Linked DNA regions of Mus musculus: region 1 is linked to region 2. A link is a contact called in public HiChIP or PLAC-seq data. All regions are on one chromosome and are shown on one strand. Each heading gives the region's core, a stretch centred on a gene start, on an enhancer-like site or on the middle of the called end of the contact. The rest is flanking DNA. Distances are from core to core; before and after follow the strand shown.

Evidence for each region. HiChIP or PLAC-seq counts read pairs in DNA pulled down with a chosen protein or histone mark.
Region 1: an H3K4me3 HiChIP or PLAC-seq map of forebrain shows a contact between it and region 2, with 7 times the contacts expected there. The contact joins the enhancer-like site here to the promoter of Uggt2 in region 2. A contact is called at or near these places in 6 of 115 datasets of contacts at active chromatin or transcription factors (astrocytes, differentiating embryonic stem cells, embryonic stem cells and 3 more).

Annotation. Positions count from the first base shown.
Region 1 is chr14:120,293,384-120,299,569 of GRCm38.p6, forward strand. All of the region lies in intron 1 of Mbnl2 (muscleblind like splicing factor 2), which reads left to right. All of the region lies in intron 2 of Gm52122 (a long non-coding RNA gene), which reads right to left. Among named protein-coding and RNA genes, the nearest start is that of Mbnl2, 21 kb to the left of the region's middle. Within about 2 kb of position 4,113, at least 142 of the 459 cell types and tissues checked have an H3K27ac peak or open chromatin away from gene starts, as enhancers often do. A contact at or near this core is called in extraembryonic endoderm stem cells, forebrain and stem cell-derived neural progenitor cells, where this site is marked.
Region 2 is chr14:119,096,821-119,103,383 of GRCm38.p6, forward strand. Uggt2 (UDP-glucose glycoprotein glucosyltransferase 2) reads right to left here and starts at 2,614. Exons shown (of 39, transcript NM_001081252.2): 1 at 2,391-2,614. The coding sequence starts at 2,521. It overlaps Gm16835 (predicted gene, 16835), which reads left to right and starts at 2,145. Exons shown (of 7, transcript NR_153786.1): 1 at 2,145-3,255; 2 at 3,468-3,694; 3 at 4,212-4,344.

The sequences.
Region 1 (6,186 bases), core at 2,863-5,362, 1.2 Mb after region 2:
AAGACAAGCACGCTATGGTCAAGGCCAGAGTGAGGTTTGAAGGATGTGACAAGGCCAAGTATCTATAACACACCTGCTTTACCCAACAGTGACTCCAGGAGAAGAAAGACATCGCTTTTGCCATCCCCATTGCAAAAGCTGATTGATCACAGTGCTCTCAAGACTTGGTTTTGTTGGCAGCTCAAACTCTTTGGAAGCTTGAATTAAAAAACAAACAAACAAAGAAAAACTTAAACCAAACCAACCAACCAACCAACCAACCAAACAAACAAACAAAAAAAAAAAACAAAAGGAGATTTTTTTGGCCTGTGCCCCAAAACACTAAATTGAGATATCTGGGGTGGAGCCCAGGAGTCTACATTTATTGGAAGAATCCAGAGGTTTAGACACATTCTTCACTGACCTCCTAGCTCTCGTTCCTAGAGGCTGTTCAAGCTCCACATTCAAACACTGGCCTTGTTGCAGGATGGAAGCACAACTTTAGGCAACTTTGCTAATCTATTTGAACTTCAGTTTCCCCATCTTTCAAATAGGATGGGTTATCTACTTCTCTGATGAGTAGGATTAAATGTGATCACCTACATAAAAGGCATTTAAAACCCAATTTTAAAGATCATGTACATAATAGTTAAGATATATTTTTGGGGGTGGGTATACTCCTAACAGCCCTCCAAGCAGTCTAGGATGATCAGTGATTTCAACTCAAGCATTTTTGCAAGTTCAACTCTTGTTTTCCCTCACAAAGACCCCGTTGTTCTCTCAGCAGAACGCAGAAGGCCTTACATGATGCAAAAAGAATTTTATGCTAGGCTTTGGGGTATGTTTACATTTGGTGGAAATGGTGAGCCCCTGAAACATGCTATCTCGGACTAAAGGAGTCATTGTATTTCTAACATAGTTGAAATGTGGTTGCTTTTGGAAACAGGAGGGTCTATATCTGAAGGGTTTCACAATGTGCATGTGTGAAAATGGAGCACTTGAACAGTCTCCATAGTCGGCCATTCCTTGAGCTGTTTTGGCACAGATAAAACTAATTCTGTCTCCACTCAGCCTGTTTTTAGGTTGTTTAAGCAGATGGTAAGTAGACCATGTTAGGACCCAACTCCTGAATTTAAACTTTGGAGATGAATGAATGAGTGCAGGACTTTCTCTGGAGCTAAGAAAGTCTCTGGTGGCATCTGTCAGTCAGTCATTCTGGCACTCGAGCCCTGGAGGAAGGTCAATGGCTTTGTTGTCCAGAGAGAGAATAAGCAAGGGTGCTTGTTTCCAGGTGCTTCCTGGAACCAGACCCCACTTCCTTCCTGAATGTGGTGACCTAGTTGCCTGTGTTAGAAGAAGTCACTTCCACCCCCCATCAATAGCAGAGAGACTTTTGAAAGTTAGGTGTTGGCCGGAGCTCTGGGTCATACAATTTGGACCATGCACAAAGAACGAAGTGTGGTTAGAATCCATTCGATCAACGCACAGGGCGAAACAGGAGCAGAATAGTGGAAAAGAAACTCAAAAACAGAGGGAGTGAAAACAGAAGTGTATAATACCCTGGTACCTAAAATCTTTCCAGCTTTTACTTGAGAAAGGTTTTCAAAATATGTCCCAATCAAAATATAACTAACAGTTTTCAAATACATTCTGAATCATCTTCACAAAGCCCAGTCCCTCCCTTTAGAGAATATGGATTAAAATCTGTTTGTTTCATGTCCTGTTAGCATGGAAAGGAAGCATAAGAAAATGATCGACAGCCAATCAAGAAGTCAGAAATAACACCTACGGATCAACCCACAAATGCATAAGAGCATACATACACATGCACACGTGCACACATACATACACGCACATGTGTGTGTGTGTGTGTGTGTGTGTGTGTGTGTGTGCCAAAGACGGAGAAGCCTGACTGACTCTGTGTTAATCCCGGATAGGTGAATAGAGAAGTATTCATGTAAAATAGAAGACAGGAAGGCCAAGCTAAGGTAGGCAAGTTGGGTCTGACTGCAGCTGGAGTAGGCCTTGCTTGAGTTAAGTAGTATACCTGGAATAGACAGCCGTGCCAGAGAGTTGAATACATCCTCTATCAAAGGAAACTGCTCGAACAAAAGCCAATAGGAGGAAATGAGCTCCTACTGTGTACACACATGGAGTTCCTCCAAAAGGAGATTGCCTGCCTGGTTCTGCACTCTTCTGATGCCTTCCAAAGCTGCCAAGGAAAGGCTGGACCTGTACTCACAGACCAGAGATGGTGTCTCCCCAAACCTGGGCTTAGCTGCAAGGAAATGGGTGGGATTTTGAGCCAATCCACCTACATTCCCAGACTTCCCAGAACCATCAATTACAGACTGGCTCTTGGGAATACCAGGCACAGTTACTAAGGGTTTTCCTTTGCCGTTCCCTAGGCTGTGCATGTAGTGAGGAGTGGGTACGTGGATGCAGTAGTCTGCTCTCTTTATAGACTTTGCTCATTGCTTAGCGTCCCTCAGCCATTTCCATGCCCTCTGTTCAGGAGCCAGAGCTCTCTATTGAGGATCGAAACACCAGAGATGAGGCCCTGTGATTGGCTCAGGGAGGCTTCACTTTCAGGATCTTGGCTGGGCAGTAAGGGCACTAGCACTCCTGACCTCTGTAGAAACGCTGTGTTCACCAAGAGCATGTGATTTTGTAGGGCACAGTGTGAGGCCTGGCGCTGGTCCGCAACCACAGAGACTGGCCGTTTTCAGTCCTGGAGGATACCAGGGTGTAACAGAGGTGTAGGATTGTATGTTCCAGTGAACGTAATACGTGAATTACCTCGGTCTCTGGAGCCCTAAGGGTAGGGCTTGAAGACACCACAGAGCTTTAAAAGAGCTTAGATTGAGAAGGACTTATTTTTTTTTCCTGCTTTATGTTGCCTGATTGACAGTTTGAGTACAGTTAAGCTCGGATCTGTGGGGATGCTACTATAACTGGCTTGCATGGTGGAGTCATTTTCCACTGACATCATCCTCTGAAAGCTTCTGAGAGAGGGAAAATGAAAGCAGAGGAGGAGAGGGAGGTCGAGTGCCTTCCGTGGAGAACCCGCCATTTTGCCTGTTGACTCCACCCCCACCCCCAGGTTTGGCAGAAGCTCTGTGTTACTGACCCAGTCAGGTCCCCTCCCCTGAGTTCCCCAGGGGACTGTCTGCAGCTGTGGCCCATGAAATCCACGGACACTGCGTGTAGGGGTGAAAAACTGATTCAGTCACTATTGCTTGAATGCGCCAAATTCCAGTGCAGTTGAAATCCGGTGAATTTCCGTTTGCCCTGGAGGATAGAACAGTCTTGGTCCTTATTTTCTTATAAAATTCCATTTGATGGTTCTCAGCTAACAATCGTGAGGTGGGCAGACAGCCTGTGCCAGACGCAGTTCAGGGTGCTGGGCCACAGAGATGCCCTTGCCTGGTCTCAAGGTCCATCGGCGAATCTTCCAGCTGTAAACACGTAGCAGAACAGTCAACCTCAAGGAGATGAGGGCGAGGTTAGAGGGGACAGGGACCAGGGTAGGTGGCTGTGGTTGTTCTTCTGGGCAGCAGATCATAGGGCAGGTTGCTCTTTTTGAGAAGGGAGGTTTGACGGCTCTGCTGAAGAGCAGCAAGCAAAGAAACGGGGAGAAGGATATCATGATATGAGAGTCCTTCTAATTAACAAATTCCTTCTAATTGCTTGCTTCTGGGACGTATCAAGTCTCATCAATAAACTAAAACTAACGGGCAATTGAGCATTAAGCCATAAGCTTTGCTTTCTCCCCGCTTGCTTGCTTCCCTCTTTCAAGGGAGAGCCACACGAATTAAGAGTTAAATTTGCCAGCAAATAAGGTAAGGAGAAACAAGACTGCTTTATGCGCTGTGGACAGGGCTGGGAGTGGCCATGTTTACCTCTGGGACATATCTCTGCTCTCATTACTGTTCAGCAAGACTGGGGGGAAAGAACGCAGGGAACTTGGGCCTGGATCCTTGCTTGTTCCGCACGCACTGAGTCTTCCATAGCAGGGCAAAAACTTGCAGAGCAGCCCCATCCTTCCTTCCTTCCTCGTGGCCATGCTGCGAACAGGATTTTACTCTCCCCTCAAGCTAGAAATGTCTGAGAAGGGGGGAAAACAACAAAAACATCTCACATGGCATTGAATAATGGTGGTTTCAAAACTCCTCCTCGTTTAGTCTAATTTACAGGGTGAGGTCATACGACTGCCTGGAAAATTCCAACGTGATTTTTTTTTTATATTTAGTTTATTCACATAGTGCCGGACGTCAAAAAGTTTAAAAGCCGGCTCATAAAGTATTTGCAGTTCATGTTTTCTTGCATTTTAAACACCGTGACTTTTGTAGCTGTTCTGAGTAAATGCAGGCTACGGTAAGTCTGAAAACAATGAAATGAAGGGCAGGGGACAGAAATAGATCAGAGCTTGGTAGTGGATCAAAATGAGAGGACCTGAGGGAAACTGCATCTGACAGAAAGGTGTATTCTATTTGGGGTGACTACCCTAAGCCGTTGAAGGCTGCAGGAAACTTAGAAACTTGGCTTTTTCATGTATTTGGGGTGCTTTTGTGACTTTTGTTCTGCAGTGGAGACCAGCTGATAATGTGCCTTGTTTTCAGTGGCTTTGTAATCTCAATTTTCTGCCCCTCATATAATGGCCTGTTTGTTTTTGAGGCTAGTGCACGCTGGCCAAAGAATCAGACATTTGTTTCATGGTGCTTGTTTTGAAGAAATCAGTTCTGGGTACATCTTCACACTGCTCATAAAAATAGGGGCGTTTCGGGTGACCGGTGCCGTATAGGCTGGAGGAGGGTTATGTATATAAAGTAACACATGATAAGACTTTATTTCAATCCAATTACTGGAGAACCTGAGTTATACACCATTCATAAAGATATACAGTTTTATTAATTATGGTGACATACAGCACTTTGAGCTGGCCAAGGGTATCATATCTAAGGATGACCCTTAAGAAGCTCTTACTAATGAAGAGATAAGAATGATTTATAAGTGGTGTTAAGATATTTATACCTAATGAATGCTAATGAGATGGCTGGGAAGTTTAGTCATGTGAGTAGGGTAAATATTCACATGAGAATTATGCCTCCTTGACTTCATTTATTCACCAGGCAAGCTCCTTATATGTTTTAATTTCATAAGTGTTCAGAGGTAAACTTTGACCGAGTCTGGGGGCAGTTTCAACTCACATGGGAATTCTGATCACTTTCTGATGGCTGTCTGCCTGGAAATTTGTTGTGAGATGTTCTTTGATGCCAAGCCTAAGTTTGAAGGGGTAAAGAAGCTGGGATCACTTAGTGATGCCTGCCGGGAGGACCAGGTGGCATTCGTTCGTTTACTAACCTTGGCAATGGGTCATCTAAGCCGTTTTCAGGAATCATCTTCATTACCTGTGGAGTGGTAATGACTTATCTGTTATTGTTAACACTGTCTCTGGATGCTTTCAAGACCCAACAGATAGCGATATTTTTTTCTACAGGAGTGGTAGCTATTTAAGTATCTTAATTTACGTCTTCCTTGGAGAAGAACATTTGAGCTGAGTTTAGCTACATAGAATACATTTCTATTTTTACTTCCTCTTAGGAACAAAAATATTTTATAATTCTCTTTTGACTGTGTCTTGTTCTTTGTTTTCTTGTTTGTTTGTTTGTTTGTTTGTTTTAAGGTAGGACAGGACTGTGACTCTAAGATGGGTCCTGTGACATTGTGTTTTAGTGTGTCACATTAGATTCAAGTGTAATTATTATCTTAGTTTTTGAGGTAAAGTGAGGAAGCACTTATTTCCCTCCACTGAAATAAATTTGGAGATCAGACCAAGACCACAGAGTACCATCACCTTCTTTCATCTTGAAGCTAAACAATAGATAACATGTAAGACCAAAACATATGGGACTACCCTTAAAGTGTCTGCTATGGTCTAGGACATCAACGCTTACTTTCAAAAACATTTTTTTAAAAAAGTATAATGCTGTCAGGGACCCAAGAGATGGATATTATTGTCCTAGTAGATGGACCTGAAAAACAAGGTTTCTGAAGCCTGACTATTCACCCATTGTGAACTGATATTAGAACCAATCTAATGGAAGTCTTAGGTTTAAGTAGATGTCATCTGTCTCAACTATTAACAGGACTCTGGCAGTGGGTATTTTCTGCACCGAGTAAAAAGTACTCCAGGGAGCTCAACAG
Region 2 (6,563 bases), core at 1,364-3,863:
TCACAAGTGGCTGAACCTACGTTAGCCGGTATATACGGTCGATATATATCAAGACCCACCCTTTCTCTTGCTTCCAATAAATAACACATCCCTTTTGAATCCTTCCCATAACTACTTTCAATACCCATGTTTTTACCAACATCTTATTCAAGACTATTCATTCTCCAGAAAACAACAGCTAGTTCTACCACACTCACAGAGTCCTCACCAGAATTACCATTATTTTAGTAGCCTCCTCAAGGTGATATAGACCTTTTCTACAGTTCTCAAAATTCTTGTAGCCCAAACTCACAGCTACTTCACAGTTTTGGGTTCTTGTTGCATTGAGATCCTATTTTCGATATCAAAATCTACACGAATTTCCCAGTGCTGTTGTAACAAGTTGCCAAAACTATGGTGGCTTCAAAAACAAAGACATTCTCTTATGACTCTAGATGTCACAGGTCCAAAATCAGTGAATGGATGGTACTTTAGTACTTTTTAAGACTCTAGAAGAGACTGTTCTTGCCTCTGCTCGTTTTATTGGCTTCAGATGCTGTGACTTGAGGCTACTTAACTCCAATCTCTGACTCTAACCTTGCATGACCTTCTTAAGTATTTTTATGTGTCATGACCCTGGACTTGGGGCCCACTAAGTTAATTAAAAATGCCCCAATATTCTCAATTAGGTTTGCAAAAAACTTGACCATTGACAGATTTGGGCGTTAGGATGTGGACATATCTTTGTGGGAGTTGCCATTCAACCTACCACAAAGTAAAGAGGGTGTCAAATTTGGCTCAGACTAGGTTGTCAAAAGCTTTAAGGAACATTCTACAGAAGTGATAATCTGGAATTCATGAAACTAAAACACCAACAATACAGCTAACTGTTAAAACAAACAAACAAAACAAAACAAACAAACAAACAAACAAACCCTGCAGGAGATGGGGAAGAAGAAGTGTAGGAGTCATGGGGGTGAGGCCACCACCACAGCCCACAGAATCAACTAAGCAGGATCATAAGGGCTCACAGAGACTGGAGCAGCAACCACCAAACCCTTGTGGGTCTGCACTAGACTTTTTGCATATATGTTATGGTTGTATAGTCTGGTGTTCTTGCGGGACTCCTAACACTGGGAGAGGAAGTCCCTGACTCTTCTGCCTGCTCTTAGACCCTTTCCTCTTACTGTGTTGCCTCACTCAGCCTTTTGTGGCTAGTGTTACTGTAACTGGCTATGCCATGTTCAGTTGATATCCTGAGAAGCCTGCTATTTTCTGAAGGAAATAGGGTTCTAGGGGAGATGGGAGGTTGGGGAGGGAGGGGAAACTGCAGTCTGGATATATAGTTTAGGAGAGAATAAATACATAATAAAAAAATTGACTGACTGGGACTAAATGTAGGATCCGGTCCATGCACTGCCAGGACGCACTGTAGATAAGAGGAAGCAGATACATTTGAGCTAGAATCTCCTAGTCAATAAACGCTGTGTGCCATCAAGTAAAGGCAAGGCAATATAGTGGTGGATTTTTCCTTTGTTTTGTAGAACCATGGGATGTTGTCTTGTAAATTCATAAAAAACAGTTACAAAACTGCTTATGCTCAATATTAAAGAACTAAATTTGAGACAAAGTTTCCCTTTTGTAACTTCAGACTAGCCACAGACTCATGTAATCCCCAGGGATTACAAAGGTGTATCACCATGAGAAGCAGAGTTGCCATTTCTGCTTGCGGGATTACGATTGTCTGCTTTCTACAAGGTAACTAAACAGAACGGAAAACAAATCCCTTTGGATGAGATATTTGGGGGGGAGGGTGTAACCGAGAAACTGCCTTCTCCACTGTTAATTTTGGATATAAATCAAAATTATACTCCAAAGCACTATCTGCTGACTAGAACTTTGCAGAAGAGCTTGCACTAAAGGCCACATTCTGCCCTCTACATCAACAAGAGCGCAGGAACAGGAATAAACTTGGGACACAGAAGTTTTAAAAATCGTAGGTGCGTGGGAAAGGTGGGGCGAGTGAGTGGCAAGAGTTGTCCAGGGACCATCTAGAGCATTGGTGCTATGGGTGTGGGGGGGCGCGGGGTGGGTGGACGACGAGATGAAACCCTATCTGAGAGCCTCTGATTAGGTCTGAGGGGATGGAGTGTGCGGCTCGGGACGCTAAGGGGGCGCGGGCTCGCTCCAGAGGACTGCAAATCTAAGCGGATGCTGGGGTCAGGCGGGAGAACGCCTCGGATTGCCGTCAGGACTGGGCGGACACTGGATCTGAGGGGACATGGGACTGTGAGCGACCCTGAATCGCGAGGTCTGACAGCATCTTGCGGGAGGGGATGTCTCAGGGATGCCGGGTCCCTCCGCCCGCCGCCACTCCCCGGCCGCGGCGCTAGCCGGGCCTGGGCACCCACCTGGCCTCCAGCAGCAGCGGGGTCTCGGGCCACTTCGCAGTCAAGTGGGCGGTCACCGCCTTGGACGCAGTCGCCGTGCTGGCGCCGAGCAGGGCGAGCCACAGCGCGACGGAGCGCAGGAGCAGCCTCATCCCCTTCGTGGCTCTGGCCCGCACCAAGGCACGCCGAGGGAAGCGCGAGACGCCACGCTACGGTCTGGTCCTCCCGGTGCTCCGCCGTCCACTTCCGGTGGGGGGAGCTGCAGTCCGTTAGTCCGCCGGTCGTGGGCGTGCGCATGCGTGGCCAGCGAGGTCCAGGGGCGCAGTGGGGGGAGCCCCCGGGTGGACATCGGCCCCTTGCCTACGCAGGGCCGCCGCGAGGATTTTCGGAGGGTCCGCCGCCGGGTCTGGGGAACCCAGCCTTCCATGCCAATCTACCGCTAGCTGGAGCTGCCCCAGCCCCGCTGGTCAGGGACCCTGGGTGAGGGCCAGCTTTCCGGTTAGCATCACCTGGGGGGAGCAGGAGCGAGAGTAGGCCTCAAAAATGACGTAAAAAGGCGCAGGCGACTCCTGTGTGCACTGTTGGGAGAGCTGTGATTTATCTATCTATCAGTGGGCTTTCCCTGCTCTCTGGCTGGTTCTGAGGGCTGGACCTCGCTCCCCGCCACTGCCACCCCCACCCCCCAGGATTCAGTGGTCTCCTGCTGCTATCAGAAGTGGCATCTCAGGCCTGCCACTTGCTTTTGGAGTTGGGTGCAGAAGTGTCCTGACTCTCAGCCCCTTGGAAGGCCCAGGTGATTCCTGTGCCCCACAAGACTGAGAGGCGCTGCTTCAAGAGATTACAGCTGAATAGAAAAAGAAAAGTCGGAAAATGATAGCAGTGAAATGTAAGAGAAAAGTGGGGAAAAAGTAGTTCAGGAGGAGCACAGAGCCCTTGCTTCCCATTTGTGTACACCTCTGCTCTGTGGGTACACCCCATCTCTTCCAGCTGCCAACACACACACACACACACACACACACACACACACACACACACACGAGACAGATGAAGAGAGGCAGAGAAAGAGAGAAAGCACTCCATTTACCCTCACGTGTTTAGTTTTCTTTAGAAGATGCTGTTCAAAAATCTGCTCAGGTGAATCTCGACGCCAAAGTGGCACCTTCACTACTGACTTCTCTCCCAGTGACTCTTTTGTCAGCTGTCGTGTCGCTGGATTTTCACTTTAGGACCTGAACGCAGAACTTACTTACTTCCTACTGTAGATGGCACTTTTCTCTGAGGACTCATGCCTCACTCATTTCTGGAACAATTTATGCCGAGGATCAGTAAGTATCGAAAAGGCCTGGGTAGGTCCTGGGTAGGTAGACGGGAAGTTTACCTAAGGGCGCCGAACTTGCTTTCCCGTCATGGAGCCTGAGGAAAAGTATATTGTGAATCCTTAACATGTTTTGTTTTCGTTTTTTCATTTTTGGTTGAGATGTGGGATAGAAGGAAATCAGATGTTGACAGAGCCAGCCTTAAATGGCAGCATGTCTCATACAATGCCAATCTTTACTCAAAAAAAAAAAAAAAAAAAAAAAAAGACTTGCTGTATAAGTCACATGCAATATATTATTAAAGGACATAATAAACTCAAGTTAGAAATAAGTTAATAAGATAATAACTAAAGTTACATACTAAGAATCCTAATTCCTGTTGAATTCAGAGAAGTGGACATGCTACACCATTGGTTTGGAGAGAATGAAATTCACTTAATAGTGACCATTCATTCACACAATTACACACTTTATCTCTTACGGTATTTTCCTAGAACGGAAATGACTTTAGAACATTTTCTCACAGAGACCATCTCTCCAGGGCTGTTTCTTTGCCTGAAGATAAGAGGACACAAGTGGGTGACCTTCACATTTTTTTCTCTATGGAATTGCCTGGTGTAGACAGAAAAACCCAACTGCAAAAACCTAACAAAGCACACGTAAGTCAGCAAAATGGCCAGGGACTCTGAAATCAGTAAATTATAAAATTTGATCAATAAGTTCTAAGAATCAATAACCCCTGGGTTGGCCACGAACTCAACAGATTTTAGAGCTGTAACCATTTGTTAGCATTTCCTATTTCCCTTTTTTTATTTTTTTTTATTTTTTTGGAAAACGAAATCCAAGGTTAGTCACTGCCGAGTACAATGAATGTAAAATTCATGATAGCAGTTTTCATTATATGCGGAAGAAGTGATTAATGAGTTCTTTATAATAAGAAACGTGTTTCATGGAATAAATCATCTGGAATTCTTAAGGTGCAGAGCGGGCGACATTCATTCAGTGAGTATAATGATGCTGTGTGAGAATAACTTTAGATAATAAGAATCTTAATTTTCTGAGCTGAAATGAAGTCTTAAAGTTTAAGTGAAGTTTATAACCTCCTTTTGTTTTTAGATACCCTTTGTCGTAAAATAGACTCTATTGTCATGTTTTAACTGGGACATTTTAAATATGCAAGAGCATCCTGCCCTTTAGTCTCATTGGGAAGTATTCATAACTTAAGGAATTTGTAACATCTCCTTCCTAGGCAAGATTGTGTCAAAATTATAAGCAAATGAATAATGGTTAAGAGTGTCTAAGGATCAGCAAATCCAATTTTATAACTTTCCATGTTTTATTTAAAATAAGTTACTAATGTCCAACTCCATTCTATTTGTTTGTTTTTGAAGTCCCAGGATTGAAACAGAGCTTTGGGTATACTAAGCTGGCATTTTATAACTGAGCTACCCAACCTCTAAGGACATGTCTCAATGCATGTGTGTATGCTTGCATGTGCAGTTCATCATGGGGGCCTTCAAACAGCAGGTAGTGACTGTGAACTGTAAGTTTTAGATTAATTATTTTGACAATGTGAGAACTGGAAACTTGACATTTAACAATTATCTTCTATGCTCTCACACATAGCTAGTGAGGTCAAAGTACTTACTATTGGTGGCAAAATACATGAAATATAAAGCTGGTCATTTTAACCATATAGATTTGTTGCAGGATATCTGATCAGACTGTGAACTGTGATTGTGTTATTTACTAAAAAGAAAAACTGTTTCAGGTTGTGGTATGGCTTAGCCTTAGCATACACCTTTAATCCCTCTGGCTGGAGTACAGACACACCCTCAGTACACACATTAAAAGAAAACAATGAAGGTAAAGTTAGTTTGTAGAAGGAAGCAGACATATTTGAAAGTGATGTCTAATTGAGTGGCAGACACAGTGATGAATCAGAGAAAGATTTGACAGAGTAGGATATACTCAACTCTCAGGAGAAAAAAAAAGAAAAGCTACTTAAGAGAGAGGGGGAGGGGGAGGGGGAGAGGGAGAGGGAGAGGAGAGAAAGGCACTTTACAGAGACAGGTTGAAGAGAGACACAGAAGACAGAACAAGTCAGAGAATGAGAAGGAGCCAGAAAATTGAGCAGATTGCTACAGTTGGTTTGAGGCCAAGCAGAGGAAAAAGTCAGAGGCCAAGAGAAAAGGTAGATTGAATCAGTCAGGTTGGAATGGAATTTGAGCCGGACAGTTGAGTCAAACTGAAAGACCCACAACGTGAGGACTCCCCCACGTTCTGACTCAGGAGAGGCGACACCCCAAAATCACTAACGAGAAAACGGTCTTGTTGCAAATTGCAAGAGGATTTTTATTCAAGAGCGCTCTCGGGCCCACGGTCATACACCACGCAGGGGTAGAGGACTGTGGCGCCCCGAGTAGCTGGGTAAGGGGGTATTTAAAGGAAGAAACCGAAACTCAAGGAAGTGGGGAGGGCTTTGTTGGAAGATACCAAAGATACCAGTTAAGAGTCACAAGGAAGTGTAAAGTTACAAGAGTCACAAGGAATACCTGGTAATTGTTAACTCTCAAGACAGCTTCTAAGAGCCCCTAACAATAGCACATTTGCATTGCAGGTTCTGGTAATGGCCAGGGTGACTTTCTTTGAATGAGCACTCTTTGAACCCAGGAAGCGGGTGGGTAGAGGAATGTCGCTATCTCTTTTATGATTAGCATACCTTTACAAAGGCCACATTCCCAAGCCTGGGCCTAAAGGCCTAGAATTCTGTTTTTACGTTGTTATACTTTCAAAACCAGCCAGGCAGAGATCAGAAAGAACAAGAAAGGGTGAGTTTATTCAGCAGTAAATCTCAGAGGCTGAAAACATTCTGTGT